Linked DNA regions of Mus musculus: region 1 is linked to region 2. Evidence: chromatin contacts called from public Hi-C data. All regions are on one chromosome and are shown on one strand. The core of a region is the stretch at or near the end of the contact, and the rest is flanking DNA. Distances in the headings are between cores, read along the strand shown. Region 1 holds the start of Greb1 (gene regulated by estrogen in breast cancer protein). Region 2 overlaps Gm40287 (a long non-coding RNA gene).

Evidence for each region. Hi-C and Micro-C count contacts between places; a contact is called where the count stands out from the background.
Region 1: a Hi-C map of uterus shows a contact between it and region 2, with 6 times the contacts expected there. The contact joins the promoter of Greb1 here to the enhancer-like site in region 2. A contact is called at or near these places in 2 of 39 promoter capture datasets (the C10 cell line and hippocampal neurons), 1 of 484 Hi-C or Micro-C datasets (uterus), 1 of 115 datasets of contacts at active chromatin or transcription factors (astrocytes) and 1 of 9 other capture datasets (adipose tissue).

The regions. Positions count from the first base shown.
Region 1 is chr12:16,798,852-16,802,195 of GRCm38.p6, forward strand. It overlaps Greb1 (gene regulated by estrogen in breast cancer protein), which reads right to left and starts at 2,035. Exons shown (of 35, transcript NM_015764.4): 1 at 1,796-2,035.
Region 2 is chr12:15,615,495-15,619,092 of GRCm38.p6, forward strand. The region is part of intron 1 of Gm40287 (a long non-coding RNA gene); the gene reads left to right. Among named protein-coding and RNA genes, the nearest start is that of Gm40287, 11 kb to the left of the region's middle. Within about 2 kb of position 2,112, at least 58 of the 459 cell types and tissues checked have an H3K27ac peak or open chromatin away from gene starts, as enhancers often do. A contact at or near this core is called in uterus, where this site is marked.

The DNA.
Region 1 (3,344 bases), core at 785-3,284, 1.2 Mb after region 2:
ATTAATCAATGTACAAGTGACAGGATTAACTGCCTGCAGTCTTTATGGCAGAATTATAAGTTGTCCACAGACCCTCTGGAAGAGCTTGCATATTCCCAACCCCATTGAGCCCACAAAAGCTGTAAAAGCACTCTTGCCACATCTGCTGCACAAAGCTGGGAGAATGTGAGGCTTCTCAAAGCAAGCAGGGGGCATCAATAAGTAGCCTTGCTGTCAACCCCTGGTCCAGGTGGTTCAGATTATCACATCTGGGCAGGGGACAGGGGGCTTGGTCTCACCTTTGTCACACTCTCCTTTCTTCCCCTCTGGGTTTTCTGACCTGTTATTGGCTCTGCTTGGAAGTTCTCTGCTGAGAATCTGTAAGTAAACTGAAGCCCCAGAGTGGATACAGTAAAAGGAAACTTCTAACTTCAAGTGAAACAGTAGGACGCAAGGTCGCGGAGGCTCAGTGAGTGGTTTCCTGAGCCAAGGGGCAATCAATGCTGTATTAAGCACAGAAAGCTTAGCTGAGCTTGAAGATTACAACATCTGATTAAAATTATTAAACAAGAGTACAGCTACAAAGCCACACAAAGGATAATTTCAAATTGTCTACCAGTCTAAGACTACAACTGCTGTCCCCATGTTTAAAACATTTTAAGCCACAAACCGCTTTAGTCACCTTCAATAACAAGAAGGGCCAAGGTGGAATGCCAATTTCAAACCAAAATGACTTCTAACTCCGTGAAGAATACTCTTATCAGAATGAGGAAGAACGGATATCCCGAAGCAAATGTTGCGGGATAACCAAAAGTCACAGATCCTACTGTAAACTTTAAATGAGCCAAAGTTCAGCGTGGGAGGTTGGGGGGGGGCGTAAAGAAACTAAGAAAACCGAGATGGACTCTAAATTAAAACTCCCAGCAACATCAGCCCACCAAGCAATGCAAACTCAGACCTGCACACGTCTTTTTGAGACTAAGTTCAGAATCATCTTGTGTGACGCCCATTGTTAAAGGCAAAAGATTGTCCTTGATGGGACTAAATGGGTGTTTATTTGGTTAAATTTACACATTCATGGTTTTAAAGGGCTAATAAAACAGCATTTCAAGCCCTGGGGCAACACTTGACTCTATAATAAAAGTTGATTCAAGAAAAACTTCAGTCTATAAAATAGGTAATTTCTTTTGGTTGCTCCTCAGGACCAAGGATTAAATGAGGTTTGACAGCAAATGGCCCAGTGTCTCTCTGCATGGAGTGTCTCCTGGCCTTCCTCCACAACCCTAACCCTGATCACTGGTGGGCTGGCGGACGCGTGTGTGTGTGTGTGTGTGTGTGTGTGTGTGTGTGTGCGCGCGCACACACACACACACACACACACACACACACACTTTCTTGGACTTCAGCCAGTAGCCTTTGTTTGTGGCTCCCAACGGAGATCCAATAACCAAACTCAACCAATGATCACCACAGCCACCAGCCTTTCACAGGCTGGCCACTCTGGGAAGAAGTCCCATTTCTCCCTTGTCCCACGTGCTGCAGAAGACGCGGCTGCCACCACCCCCGGGGGGCAGCGGGCGGCAAACAGCCTCCCCAAAACGGAGCCGCGGTGTACACAACCTGGAGCAGTGCTGTCTTTTTCCTAAAGTTCTTACCTACGCAGCCGAAGCCTTCACCATGTGCCAGGAGCGCTCTGGCTCGTTCTGGCTGTGGCTCTAGATGGCTCTCTCACTCACTCACACACACGCGCACACACTGACATGGACACCTCCCACACCCCTTGGCGCAAGACCCCCAGCCCTGCGGCCACCCTCACCTCGCGCCCTTTGTCCTCATCCGGCGTCCTCGGAGCCCGCGCTACCGGAGCCGGCGCTGCGCAAAGCCCGGAGCCGCGGAGCCTGAGAGTCCGCCCGTCCGGGTCTTGCGGGCCACCGTGATTGGGGGGCGGGGGGGGGGGGCGGCAAGGGGAGACCTGAGCTGGGACTGCTGCTCCGGCTCCGGCTCCGTCCAGGTGTAGGCACAGGAGATTGGCTTGCCCCGTCCCGTCCCCGCTGCAGGCACCCACCGCCTCGCTGGGTTCTCACGGGGTTCCCGGTTTGGGAGGGGTCCGCGCGGAAGTCGGAAGCCTCCGGGGACAGAGGTCATTTGTTGCTTGGCCACAAATGCCCGAAGAGGAGGTGGGGTTGGGAGGACGAACCAGTGAGCAAGACCCCCCCCCCCTCCCAGATGTCTCCACCCGGCGCAGGGCGTGTCTGTGGACCGCAGGACAATACCCCTGCAGTTCAAGCCGACAGAGGTAGGGGACTTAGGCCCCCAACAGTGGAGATTGATGAACGCCCTACAATAAGGAAGTTGCCTAACATCAGCAGAGGAAGAGCCTGGAACCCCTAATACTAGCGGGTGGAGCCAGAACTTTCCCTGATGCGAGAGTGGGTCAGAAGGATGAGCACTGGAGGGAAGGAGCAAACCTGCACTTGCCGGTGCAAACCTTTCTGGCCCCTGTAACACAGAGGTGGCTGCGAGCAGCCAGCAGAGAAAGTGGGGGAAATTGAGGGAGCCAGACCACAGAAGGAACCCATGGTCATCAAAGCTTCCTCCTCCTCCTCCTCCTCCTCCTCCTCCTTCTTCCTCCTCCTCCTCCTCCTCCTCCTCCTCCTGCTCCTCCCTCTTCTGGAAATCCCTGTGTGTTTAGAACTTGCCAGAGACATCCCGAGCACCTTGTACCCTCCTGCCATTCAAGAACCCCAGCCATGCTAGCGAGATGCTAAGTGGGTACAGGAGCTTGCAGCCAAAAACTGAACCCCTGTGTTGGATCCTAGTTACTCACTTGAGGAAAGGTAAGAAGCAACTGCTGCAAGCTGTCCTCTGTTCCCCAAACTGCAACACACATCGAATAATAATAACAACAACAACAACAGCAGAGCGCTTGAGCCAGCCTCACAGCCAAAGGTCCTAGAAAAACAGGGAGCCTGTCTGACTAGGAGCAGGAGACAATAGGAGAATAAGCATCAATCTCCCACAAAATGGGCAGGTTGAGGAATGCTCTCCTATCCCCACTTTCCTAATGGCAGGGGCATCAACTTCCTATTCTAATTAGGAACTATTCCAAGCACAGTCGAGACTAGGAACAGTTAACATGATGAGCCCCGTGCCTAAGACCTAGCCAAGCCTAACTGACTGCAGATGTTTGTGTAATGAAATTATTCAAGAAGTAGTCCTGTCGATAGACTGATTGCCTAGGATGGGGTGAGTTCCCCAGCCATACATAAATATAAGTCAAGCTTGGTGGCCCATGCCTGTAAAGTCAGCTCTCCAGGAAATGAGACCTGGAGGATCAGAAGTCACTGTTGGCTACATCAAATTTG
Region 2 (3,598 bases), core at 862-3,361:
ATCTGTAATTGTTAGCACATATTGATGAAAAGTGGCACATCAACATTGATAGGAAATATGGATAAGGCAGAAAAGCATTGTAAACACTGGGTTCTGCACCCAAGATCTAAGTCTTTATGTCAGAACAAATAAGCACCTTTAACTCATTTGCATGCCAGCTTCCTTTTGTCCTTAGTAAATAATAGAATCATGTGCATGCCCATAAATTGTATTAAAATATCCAATATTTATTTGTATGCTTACTTGATTTGACTGTATACCATGAGTCACTTAAAATTTGATTGGGGGGGGGCGTAGTAGGAGTTAGAGAGTCAAGCAAGACTACAAAGTTCTGATCTAGACCAGTCATTTCCGATGTTTGACTTGTTACACTTTGCTTTAATGTGGATGGTCTGACTCTATTTGGCTCAAGTAGGGCCTGAAAGTCTGTGTTCTCAGGCTTCAATATTGTAGGTCTTTCTGGTCCATATACAGTAAAGATAGTCTATAGATAGACATATAATATAGAGGGAGGGTCCCAGGTCCTACTACTGACCTTTTACAAAGATCCACTTGTTTAGAAGAGTCTATACCATTCCTGTCTCCATTAACATCTCAGTCTATAGATAGACATATATTATAGAGGGAGGGACTCAGGTCCTTCTACTGACATTTTACATGGATCCACATGTTTAGAAGAGTCCAGTTCGTCCATATCTCCATCAGCATCTCAGAAGCTTTAAGGTAGCTTCATTTGTATCATGGCCAAACTCGTTTAAAACATTCAGCTTAGCCACATACATTGTCATGAATGAAGTAGTCAATCTAGGTAAGAGTTGCCAGTGCACAGGCTTTGAAAGCTGCATTGTAGTGCTGGACAACCATTGACCTAAGAGAGAAAACAAATTAGAAGGCAAGAAGGTGGGTTAATAACACACAGCACATAAAGCTAAGAGGCAGGGTGGTAGATAACATAAGTGTTCCTATGATTGCTGCGTCCCAGGTTGGCAGTCTATTCCTGAACATGGGATGGTCTAAAACCCAAGCTGCTCATACGCAATGGCACTGAGATTGACCAAGCTGCCCATATGCAATGGCTCTGAGATTGAGTTTGATTTTCTGTCTTCATTAGACTAAGTGAAATGTTCTCTTTCTCTCAGGTGACATGTCTAAGAATTCCTTCAGAAAATGAATTTCCTACTATGTGTTAAGTAGCAGAGCTTTTGTGGGCTCTCTGAGTCTAAAATAGCTTTGCCATTTGTGAGCAGTCTTCCATTAACATGGCTTCCAAGCTCCCTTGAAGGGTGCTGTTGGAATCTGGTATGTTAAGATAAGGCATTTAGGAATCTTTTCCCACTTTCTCTGGGAGACATCACACACATTCCTGGATCTCTTGGCCAACCCTGACCCATGAAAACGTACTGTAACTATAGTAGCAAAAGGACAATGTTATGTTTTAAACTGAAAGCTTATAAAAGCATTTTAATCACTTATACATTATAAGGGAAAGTTATTTTTTACTATTATTTTTCATAAAACTATCAAAGAAGCCTTATAAGTTTTATGAACACTGTGTTTTTATGATCTCCTTTATTAATAAAAAGCTAATATTGTAATTGTTTCTGTGGTAACAGAATGATTACATAAATGAATATATTTAAGATAACTGCATACTCACTCCCCCCCCCCCTCTTTTCTTCATACAAAGTATGTACGTTTTCTTTAGAATCCAAATTTGTGCTTTGGGAAAGGCAGCCGAATAGCCAACGTTGTAATTTTATGAAACCACAAAAGGTTCTCTTATAAAGGGCTCTGACTTGAATGCACACTAAAAGGAAATTAATAGTCTCAGTTCAAACATCCTCCTTAATCCATCTCCTTTTGCCTCTTCTAGGCAAGAGAAGAATGCAGTTGTCACACTGGCTTAGGGAAGGGACAAGTGTTGAGCAGCAGGCTGCTGGCATGAAACCATGGAAGCTGGTCCTGGGGTATCTCAGCAGCCTTGAGGGAGCTGCCAGGCCAGAGATGTGTAGTGTGTCATTATCAATTTGCACTCTGATTTCCTAACAGTTCAAGAGGCCTTTTGACAAAAGCCTGCGTGCAGATCTAATAATAACTCTGGATTTTTGCTGAATGTCTCACAACCTGGGAACAGGCCCAATTGCTGAACATACTTACACTGCATGAGTTTGTTTTACTGAGCCTAAAAGGGACAGCCAAGATGATTAGAAAATGTGCTCTTGGGGAATGGTCCCCTTTTTAAATGCCTCTTTTAATAGAATTTCCGGTTGTTTCTAAGTCTGCATCCCAAGTGAGTAACTATTGCAATTGGGGATCAGAGATCTGTTTTCTGGGTCTAATGTAGATTCACATGGTCCTTATTACTAACCATATTATATTATAAGAATATCTAATGACCAAGACTGACCTACTTCTTGCTATTTAAACACAAAAGATCTAGCCTGTTTACAAGTCCCAATATGCATTTAAATCTCACAGCTAGCTGAGAGTCATACTCCTTATCAGTCTGGTTTCCCATTAGAATGTCCATTGGTAATTTGTATTCATTTTAGTCCATGGGAGTATATGGAAATACCTCCACCTCCACCTCTAAACATTCGTGAATTTGTTCAAAAAATGTAGTGTTTTCTGACCATTTCTATCTTCTAATGCAGTGTTCATCAAGGCAAATGGATCCTCCCACATTGTTGCCCAAGAGGCCAAGTTCTCATATTGTCAAATGAAAACAGTCTAGCACATGCTTAATATGAGGACAGAGAGTGGGAAGGAGAAGGGGATGGGTTCATATCTCATTCTCAACACCAGGGATTGTGCCATGCCTTGTTCAAATGAGAAACACGTGGTTCTGTGTCACTGGTCTCATTCTGTGCCTTTCCATTCCCCAATTCTCTGATCTTTGCATCTCTACCTCCTGATTAATATAATTTTGGATGTGAAATATCCTCCAAAGGCTGATGTGTGAAAACCTTGATCCCCATGGACCTATTGGAGGTGGTAACACATTCAGAGGTAAAATCTTTATGGAGGTAGTTAAGTCACAGAGGAATGCCTTGAAGGATATAGATATTAGAGGCCTGGACTCTTCCTCTAACCATTCCCTTTCAGATTATATAAAGCATAGCAGATTTCTGCTGCCATCTCTCACAGTTGTCATGCACCATGGTACCCTAGACCAATAGCAACACAGCCAAGCAACTATGAATTGGAATCTTTGAAATTGTAAGCCAAGTAAATAATTCCTCATTGTAAGTTGTGTCTCTTGGATATTCTATCACGGTGACACATAAAGATAACTAATACATCAACTCATTATATAGCATATATAGGTCTCAAAACTGAGATCTCTTGTATTATTTGCTCTCTTCACATGTCCAATATGAAACAGGGAAGAAGCTCAAAAACAGAAGAAAAAACTAAAGCTAAAAATTGTTATCAAACTAATGTTCTGGTAGTTTTAATAATTCTTGAAAGCATTGTGAGTAGAGAAGGTTCACATGGTATCACTATATATTAGATGCAAGATATACAACATGATACAAACATGAAGTGACTTTACATCACATAGAGTTATATCCTTCAGCAGACATAAGCGTGTCCC